Regions from separate parts of the Mus musculus genome. Here region 1 is linked to region 2. Evidence: chromatin contacts called from public Hi-C data. All regions are on one chromosome and are shown on one strand. Each heading gives the region's core, a stretch centred on a gene start, on an enhancer-like site or on the middle of the called end of the contact. The rest is flanking DNA. Distances are from core to core; before and after follow the strand shown. Region 1 overlaps Grap2 (GRB2-related adaptor protein 2). Region 2 holds the start of Enthd1 (ENTH domain containing 1).

Region 1 (4,862 bases), core at 1,738-4,237, 74 kb after region 2:
CAGCCAGGTCTACATAGTGAGTTCCAGGACAGCCAGGGCTACATAGTGAGGCCTTGTCTCATGAGACAAATTCATCAGTGGAGCCTAGGCCTGGGGGTGAAGCTCAGCTGCAGAGAGCTCACCTGGTATTCAGGGAGCCCTGGAGACTTTTCCCAACACAGCATAAAATAGATGGGGTGGTGTCTGCCTGTAATCTCAGCACTCAGAAGATGGAGGCAGGAGGATCAGAAATTCAAGACCACTCTCAGCTGCTTAGAGATTCCGTGGCTATATGAAACCCTGTGGCAGGAAGGAGAGGAAGGAGAGACAGAGGGAGAGAGGGAGGGAGGCATTAGCTTTTGATGTGGAAGACAGAAATCCAAGGGTTCCAGGGCTTCCACTGGGCGAGTCTTGGAAACCCCAAGTTACCAGCCCTGGAAACCCCAAGTTACCAGCCCCCAGCTCTCTCCTACGTCCAACACTCAGATCCACAGCACCCACCGCTCACTGAGGATTTCTCCGCAGTTGAAGGGGTGCAGCCGGAACTCACCCGCTACAAGCTGAAGCCCACGGGTCCCTCCTGCTCCTGCTCCTCTCTATTTCAGCGAGACATCACCACCCACTCAGTCTCCCAAGCTAGAAACCCAAAGTTTTCCCAGAATCCCCTTCTCCCTCAGCAACCCTAAATGGTTACAAAACCCTGCTCCTCTTTTCCTTCCTCGAATCCTCTGAAATAGGTCTTCGCCTCTCCTTAGCGCAGACCCCATGGTCCCTTACACAGTGGGCTACGCCCATCGCCCTCTGTCCTTCCTCTGGTTTTACCCCACCCCCAGCTCCTCCTCAAGGCTCCTCCTCAACTCTCATTCTTACTGTCATTTCCTGACTTAAAAATCTTTTTATCAATCTGAAGAGAAAAATCCAGAATTTTCAACCATGGGCTGCAAGGCCCCTTGCTTCTAACCTCCTCTAGCTAGAGTGAAGACACCAAACTCCAAGAATGTACCTCAGACCCTGTTCTTGGGTCATCACAATTGGCCCAATTAGCATTCGTTGCCTAGGGAGGTCTCCAGGCTATCTTTCCCATCTGCTCTCTGCTCTTCCTTCTGCCCTAGCATCTCCACCCATGAAAACATTTTCAGCTACAAGAAAGAGAAGCAAAGAGTTAATATTTCCTCCAAGCCCAGAAACCAGAGGGGGAGAGGAACCGAAAAGTGGGGGTGGGAGGGAAGGGAAGGGGAGGAGAGGGGGAGGGGGCTGTTGGAAAGTGACTCCAGAGGTTTGGTGGTACCATCAAAGGTTTCCCAGTCTCTAATGCTGCCACCCTTGGGTAGAGTCACTGTTCTAGTCTAAGCCCACATACTTTAGAAGCTTTCTGAGTGGAGATGGCAAATATTTTCAAGGTCGTCTCGTTTTTTTTTTCTGAAATCAATGAAGATACGTACAGCCATGTCTCCTGAGTAAGTGAGTAGCCAAGGCAGGCAACCACATGTGGGTATCCGTCAAGGAGGGCCCTATAGTAAGAAGACAGAAGAATTCTTCGTTTTGTCTATGATCTGGTGCTAAGTTTATAAAGGACCTGGCAAGTGTCTCTGTAGAGAGCCCCCCTCCCTCTCAAGTTCTCACTCTATTGCCCTGGAGCTCACTGCTATGTAGCTCGGGCTTGCCTCCAACTGACAGAAATCCTCCTGCCTCACCTTCCTGAGTGTTGAGATGACAGCCATGAGACACCATACCCGAACTGTCATCCCAAATATCCGGAATCCCATTCCCACCATTTTCAAAATTCAAAATGGGAATATGAAATATGAAGCGTTGACAGTTTAGAAAGCTGGTCTCCCTTAGACATTTAAGTTTTAATCTTCTTGTTTAAAAAATAAATTTTTGGTCAGACATGATTTTTATACTTCTATAACCCTAATACTTGGAAGGTAGAAGCAGGAAGATCAAGAGTTCAAAGCCATCCTTCATAGTTCCAGGCCAGCTTGGGCTACACATGGACTTCTCTCAAAAAAAAAAAAATTAACAAATGAATTAATGCATTGGTGGCTGATAAGACAGCTCAGTGGGTAACTTTGATCCCTGGGAGCCACAAAGCAGAAAGAGAGGACTACCAGAAGTTGCCCTCCGGCCTCCTTAGATGCGCTCTGAGCACTTGTGCACACACACAGGGGCAAGCACACACACACATACAGACATGTGAAGAACTAAACTTGTAAGAAGAGATGCAGGGCAGTCTCTGAGCGCCAGGTCTGAGCTCTGGTGGGTGACATGAGTGGCAGCATAAGTGGAGAGAAATAATGGTGTAAAGAGGAGCCAGATTCTAGAGAAGTAAGCGGTGGTGTTCCCTCCTTCCCCACTAAGCCCTGGAGCTGATGTCCCATCCAATCCCTTAGACTCTGCAGCCCCTTCCTGCTGCTTGGGGTCCTCTCTTCAGAATCCTTTGTTCTTTTCCATCTAGATACTAAGCAACCAGGAGGAGTGGCTCAAGGCGGAGCTCGGAAGCCAAGAAGGATATGTGCCTAAGAATTTTATAGATATCGAGTTTCCTGAGTAAGTATTCCCAGCCTGCCAAGATGGCTCTACCCACACACGCTCCCCTTACTTTTTTCAGTTGTCACTAAAATTATCTATGCATACCCAAGGAACTGTCAGAAATGGCTGCCTTTGGAGATCTCCCTCCCCAGCCTCCAGAACCCCGCAGCGGAAGGCCAGAGTGGGAGGAAGGTTTATTTGCATGGCATCACATTCCCTTTTGAAGTTTACACCATGTGCATGAATCGCCTATTTAATTATATATATGTATATATGTACACATAGAGAGAGGGGCAGGGAGGAGGAAGCTTGTTAAAATCACCTATAACGAATGCAGTTGCAGGATCTCTAAGAATCCCAAAGGGGGCGCTGTTGGACATCACTTGTCAAAAGCCATTCCTGCAAAGTTCTTGACTGCCTAATATGGCTTTCCACCCTAAGCAGGAATCCCAAACTCTATCAGCTTGCTCACCCGTGTCTGGGGGGGGGGGGGGTGGGCAGGGGAGATTCCCTCCAGAAAGAGGAAGTGAAACACAGATTGGGCTGTGTTTGTCTCAAGAATTGACCACAAGGGTTAGATAGAAATCTAATCTTGTCTCAGAGCCAGGGTCGAGCCCAAAGAGCATAGGCTTTGTAAGAAAATCATAGTACTATTGGTGACTCAGGCAGTCACCTTCTGTGACCCAGAAGAGACCACTTAGCCAACAGGTTGACCACTGACCGCCTTCCCCCCATGGGTCCTTAGCGCTTCTGTCATCTGCTAAGGGGCCACTTGAGGCCAGTCAGTCTCCCACCTACCTCTCAGTTCTGTCGCCTTCCTCCCATGTGTATGGCGGGTGAGGGAACTCACAGGAAGAGAAGCGCCTTGGTCCCCTCCCCACCCTCATGCCCACTCTCACTGGCCCATCACTTCTGGCAGCCACATTCAGATTCAGCTGCGGGTGCCTACAGCAGTCGACGCCCACCCCCCCACCCACCCCCACCCCCCACACACCGCTCCCCATCTACTCTCTGTACTCAGCTGACAGGCTCGCTGTAGTCACCACCTCCCCGGCCAAAGACACAAATGAAAAACAAAACAAACCACTGTTGCTCCCAGCTCCTTCCAGTTTTCTTTCCATTCCCTCAAAAGTGTTGGCTTTCCCTATTACGCTATTATCAACCCTGCGCATGCGCCTATCCTCCGAGGAACCCCCAGACTCCCATCAACGAGGTCCGGGCCAGCTAAAGACTGCACCCTTACTTTCTCAGCCACCATCTCGGCAGGATGGGACATTCTTCCCACTAGAACAAACTCTGTGACCTCCAAAAGCCTCTTCTTCCGCCTCCTCCCCTTGGGGCCTCCAGCGCCCTGGCTTCTCCTCAGGCTCCTTTGCTAGGTCCTCCTTCACCCTGCCATCCCCCACACCCTTCTCCAGTAAACCTTTCTTATTACCATTTTATTTTCCCCAGTGGTTGGTGTTACATGAGTATAGCAAATGTGGAGGCCAGAGGATACCTTCATGTGTCACCTATAGGCTATCATTCACCTCTCGTGACAGGGTCTCTGTCTGGTCTATTACTTGCCAGCCAGTGAACCTTGGGGCTCTGCCTGTGTTAGTCTCCCCAGTCCTGGTTACAGGCACCCGTCCCTATGGCAGGCTTTTGTGTGGGTGCTGGGGATTGTGACAGTTCAGGTTGTCATGCTTTCAAAGCCATCTCCTGTGGCCATTTTAAATGACTTTCCATCCCCAGCATCCTGTCCACCCTGTTTCCATTTTCTCCCCCGGCTCATAATCCCCTGGCACGCCATTTTTGATTATTCTGTTGTTATTGTGCATCTCCCGGGCCACCTAGAATGTCAGTTTGCTGAGAGTGAAGTCACTTGTCCGCTCTGCTCACCACTATTTTCCTAGCACCAAGAAAATGGTCCCAGGTGTTCAAAGATGATCAATAAAAGCCATCAGACCTGGCCAAGGTTGGGGAAAAAGGTTATCCCAGCACGTACAGTTATAGGAAGTGGAGTCAGAAGTTCAAAGCCAGCCTCTAACATATAACAAGCTTAAAGTCAGCCAGGGCTACATGAGACCCTGTCCCCTCAAAACAAAAGTAATAGGTTGGGTGTGGTGGTGCACACCATTGATTCCAGGTGCTTGGGAAGCAGAGGCAGCCAGATCTCTGTGAGTTCGAAGCCAGCCTGGTCTATATAGGGAGGGAGTTCCAGGATATCCAGGGTTGTATAGAGATATCCTATTTCAAAGTAATTAATTAACTAATACAAACAAAAGTATAAATAAATCACATCAAATAAAGTGAAAAATAAGCTTTAGAATAATAAGGAAGATTGAAACCCTGGCCTCCTGTGTCTGACA
Region 2 (4,687 bases), core at 1,239-3,738:
GAGGCCAGACACTCACATTAGCACACTATAGCCATTCTACTAAGCAAGCCAAAGCACTGACAGCAGAGGCCTGAACCCACACACAGCCATGTTCACTGCAGCACTGTTCATGAGGGATCACATGTAGAACCGCCCCAGAGGAACAGGTTTGCTTAAATGTTGTAAGCCCAGAAAATAAAATGCCATTCAGTCATTCAAACATATGGGATTCTGATACCACATGGAGGAGACTCAAGGACTATAGGGTGAGAGAAAGAAGCCTAATAGGAATTTAAAATACACAGGAAAATTCCACTTCTGTGTGAGTGCACCTAACAGTCAAGTCAATCAAGATAGAGAATAGAGGTTCAGTGGAATGGGAATGAGCAGCTATTGCTTAATGCTGACAGTGATTTAGAAAAGGTTTAAACAAGAGTGGTGGTGGCTTCCCAACACAGTAAATGTGATGAACGTACCAAACTGCACACTTACAAATGGAAATATGAGCCTGGCAATGGTAGCTTACACCACTAATCCCAGCACCTGGGAGGTGGGGATAGGAAGATCAGGAGTTCAAGGTGAACTCAACTCAGCTACTTATTAACTCAAGTCCACGTGAGATTCTGATTGAAAAAAAAATTCAATACAAGTGAATACAAAAAGGCAAGTGTTGATATAGATATCACATCTTATAATAAACAACTTTATAATTATACATACTTTATATAAATGACCCTATATTTTATAATATACATGTGTGTGTGTGTGTGTGTGTGTGTGTGTGTGTATATACATATATATATATATATATATATATGTATATATATACACATATGTTACAATTTGTATGGTATATGCATTATATCTCAACAAACCTTTTCATAAAGAGGAAAGATAAAAAGAAACAAGCTTCCAACCTATGGAAGGATCTGGAAGAACCGTGGGGTATCCTGCCAATGAAAGAAACGAGTCTAAAGAAGTTTTACATCTGGAAAAAGTAAAACTATAAAGACCAGTGGCATCCAGGGCAAAGAGGGTGAGGGCAGGTCACAAGGCATCCTCGGGGAAGCGAAAGACCCTGTGTTATACTGGGTGGTTGACACAGGACAGTATGTCTTTCCAAAACCTACAGAACTATGATACAACTAAACTGAACATCAGTAGTAGTGTCAACACTGGCTGCCACTTGTAGCAAGTGTACCTCACTGATCTTAGAAACTGGAGAGATGATGTTTTGGTGGAGAAGGGTTCATAGAAACTATTTTTGTCTCATTTTTTCATTTCTTTAAAGTTATCATTTTAAAATGCAGTAACCATGGAGAGTAGAGTGAACTGTATTTTCTTCTTATGACTTAAAACCTATCACTTTAGGCACAATTATAACTTTGCATTTCTAACACAAAGGAAAGGAATGTTGGCTCTTTTCTTTGCAAATTTGGCACCAATCCACTTCAATACTCTATACCATCTTCCTATGCCATCGCCTTTCTACACCCAGAATTATCTTAAGACCTGAATTTCTGTGCTTCAGTTAAGTGAGCTCATCTCCATAGCCTTCGGAGATTCCAGAGTCCCTAGAAACACTTCCCTAGTTTATGACTAAATTCCGACTTAATTATACTCGTGAATTACAGTGACATCAACACACAAACGGCAGCGTCTCCTCTCTTCATTTGCTGTATTTACTTTTCTGTGAGGCGTCACTGGATCAGGACCTGCGTGTGTTCTGTGCTCTTTTGAAAACAAACACACTCTTCTCCCAAGTGCCACAGTCAATCAGAGGACGGAAATGAGAACCACAGCGGTCGGAGGAAAACAGTGGCTGGGACATCTAAGGACAACTCTTTAAGCCCAGGGTGATAACAGGGTGCACATCAACCTAGCGCGAGGGAGGTTGGGACTGGAGGGCAAGCTCAGGACAGCCTAGGCTACATCACAAGGCACTCAAAAATTGAGAACCGCCTTGCTCCAGTTGAAGATTTAAAACACTGCTATACACGCCTGTCCTTACAGGCACACTGTCGAATTTTTACAAACTGTTACCTTGGTCTTTGCCCGCTTCATCTATGTGTTGAAAATCCTTTAGCATTTGAAGGTTACAGACGCCCTCTCTGCAATACTGAATAACTTTCCTGGAGCCGTTCTTGATGAGGTAGTCCATCAGGGCGAGGGATTTGTACACGTGGCGCCAGTTCTTCCCGTGGTCGCTGAGTCGCTGCCACAGCATGTGCATGATCTCCGAGAGGGAGGCCGCATTGAAAGTCATGTCACTGATAGCTAACATCAGAGAGCTAGAGGGGCCCCAGGGGTCATTGGAAGTTGCTTCCCTGACTTTTTTTTCGGCATCTGAGTAATTTTTCACGAAGTTCTTCACTTGCCTCCTGAATGACATAGCTACAGTGAGTCTGAGGAGGGGGTGGAGGTGGGTGAGAGCGATGGGTCAGGAGTGACTGGTTTACAGAGCGCCTGACAGATTCGTCCCAAGTTCTGCCGCTCTCAAACACAAATGATTCATCTCCACCTGGTAAAGTATCGATTTCCTGCAAGGAAAGTACAAAAAATGTGGTGTAAGTTCCTCAAAAAAAAAAAAAAAAAAAATGTCTACAGGAGACCAAGTTAGTCTGAAAAAAAAAAAAATTTTAGTTTCCAAGAAAGCCTGTCACATCACCAGCCTGAGGAAGGAAAGGACTCTATATAGGTGTGCTTAGGATAAACACGGGAAAATCCCTCACAAGACTGACCTCAGCTATCCAGAGAATATAGGTAGTCTATCTGCTCCTAAAAGGTTCTGCAGAAAATATTGCTCAGCTCCCTTGACAAGGAGTACGAGTTTAAAGACGTACACACAGAGGAGACAGATTCATAGTTCAGGGGGAATTTGCACTCTGACACCTCTTTCTTAACAAAAGCTGTTGTTATACACACTGTGTCCTGGAAATAATTTGAATGGTGGTGAAAATTGAGTGTGAGGTCCTCCTCGTACCCAGAACCCTGTTCCCTGCAGAACCATGAAGCACTCTGATCAAACCTGAGTAGGTGCTGCTCTCTGGTCTATCTAGAGAGCCGGCGTTAAGATAAATACTCTACCTCCTGTGGATTACAGCTAACACAGTATCCAAAGCAGCATCTTAGCCTAGCAAACTAGAGGGAAAGCTTCGATTACTTTCTTTACTCGCTTTCAGGGAAAAAAAGGTGTGGTTTTAACATTCAACAGTATCAAAGTGCTATTTATAAATGACATGGCGTGAGGAACTCCCTTAGGCCTGGAGTGATTAGCAGGAGTCTGACAGCTTCCCCATACATAGAAGAGGAAGCATTTAGGTTAATATAAAAACGCATTCAAACTTAAACCGGTACTCGGCCCTAAGAATTCGCAAGATACTTGAGAATTACCAGTTTCTGATTTACATGAAACTCCCTTCCTCTTTTTCATTACTCTGCAGGAAGGTGAGTCACTTAGTTTGTAATTTCTCTGGTGATTCACCTCCGACAGGGACAAAGGCACTGTGCCAAATTGATTTCAAGCCCTGATGAGCATCCAGACCCAACGAAGTCTAGATGAACTATAATCAGATTTTGCTATCAAAGCTGCACCCATCCAAAAGAAAGAAAAAAAAATCAAACTCATAACGACTGTTTGGTATTTTTAGTTTTGTTTCCTTGGCCTCCTCAGCTTCTAGCTCACGCCTGATTAATCTGTGTATCAAGGGAAAACATAATTTTCAGATGCATGGTTAAATGAACTATCACCTTAAAAAAACAAAAAACAAAACCAGATCATTAACCCTTTCAGCCCCTCTACCTTTTGATTTAAACCCAATGCAGTCTGAAATAAATTAGATACAAAATATAATTGCTTTAATAAGATTTCTCAGAAAGAGACCATATCCTATGAAGAAAAAGAAAGTGTGTTTCTGTGATGTTCTGGTTGTCTCGTATGCACCCGGAATGTGAACATTTCGTCTGACTTCCTCCTGCAGTGAAAACCTGATTTATAATGGTTCAGCACACTATTAAAATTTTCAATTTCTACTGTCCTTTTTCCCCTCCACCAAACTCACTCAATGCAGAGCTGCACCATAACACCAGCCTAGAATAACAAATATTGATCCATGTCTTCACAGATCTATTTTTTCTTTAAAAAAAAAACTGCCTTAGAATTATAACTTGCTGGAATTGAACAGTTGTTAAAAACTCTTTTGTTTTTATGGCTACCTATCTATATTTTGGAAAGACTGCATTTATTATTCATTTTTCCTATATTCTCTAAACTGCATCCTCAAATTTTGGAAGCATTTTCGTAAACAAATTTTCTGTTTTCTGAAAAAAAAAATTAAGAGCCTTCTAACCCAAAACAGTAGTTTAAAATGGATGTGCCTAACACCGTGTCAAAACTAAATACACTCTCAACTGTTACAACAAAGAAAAAAAAGTCTAGATAGGTCAATTAATATCACTTGTCACACAGAGTGCCATGAACATATAATGAGGCACCATTCGGCCATAAAGAATTCAGTAGCTGGTGTTAGTTGTACATATTGTGAGCTGATTATGTTTAAGACACTCAGCTATAGAGAAATGCTGTTTCCTGTTTCCTCTAGGTAACCTGTGGATTGTAATTACAGTCATGTGCTGCACAGATGCCTCAGGCAAGGATGTCATACATGATTGTGGTCACACAAAATTACATCACCTAGTGACATCATAG

The links. A called contact is a pair of places that touch in the nucleus more often than the background predicts.
Region 1: a Hi-C map of B cells shows a contact between it and region 2, with 1.6 times the contacts expected there. The contact joins the enhancer-like site here to the promoter of Enthd1 in region 2. A contact is called at or near these places in 2 of 39 promoter capture datasets (the C10 cell line and macrophages), 2 of 15 datasets of contacts at CTCF or cohesin (CD8 T cells and large pre-B cells), 27 of 484 Hi-C or Micro-C datasets (B cells, CD4 T cells, ECoMG-derived neutrophils and 19 more), 9 of 115 datasets of contacts at active chromatin or transcription factors (the 230-238 cell line, CD8 T cells, the HPC-7 cell line and 4 more) and 5 of 9 other capture datasets (adipose tissue, embryonic stem cells, liver and 2 more).

Annotation. Positions count from the first base shown.
Region 1 is chr15:80,631,899-80,636,760 of GRCm38.p6, forward strand. It overlaps Grap2 (GRB2-related adaptor protein 2), which reads left to right. Exons shown (of 8, transcript NM_001289442.1): 3 at 2,438-2,529. Among named protein-coding and RNA genes, the nearest start is that of Mir6957, 12 kb to the right of the region's middle. Within about 2 kb of position 2,988, at least 47 of the 459 cell types and tissues checked have an H3K27ac peak or open chromatin away from gene starts, as enhancers often do. A contact at or near this core is called in the 230-238 cell line, B cells and bone marrow-derived macrophages, where this site is marked.
Region 2 is chr15:80,557,982-80,562,668 of GRCm38.p6, forward strand. It overlaps Enthd1 (ENTH domain containing 1), which reads right to left and starts at 2,489. Exons shown (of 6, transcript NM_001163189.1): 1 at 2,023-2,489. The coding sequence starts at 2,371.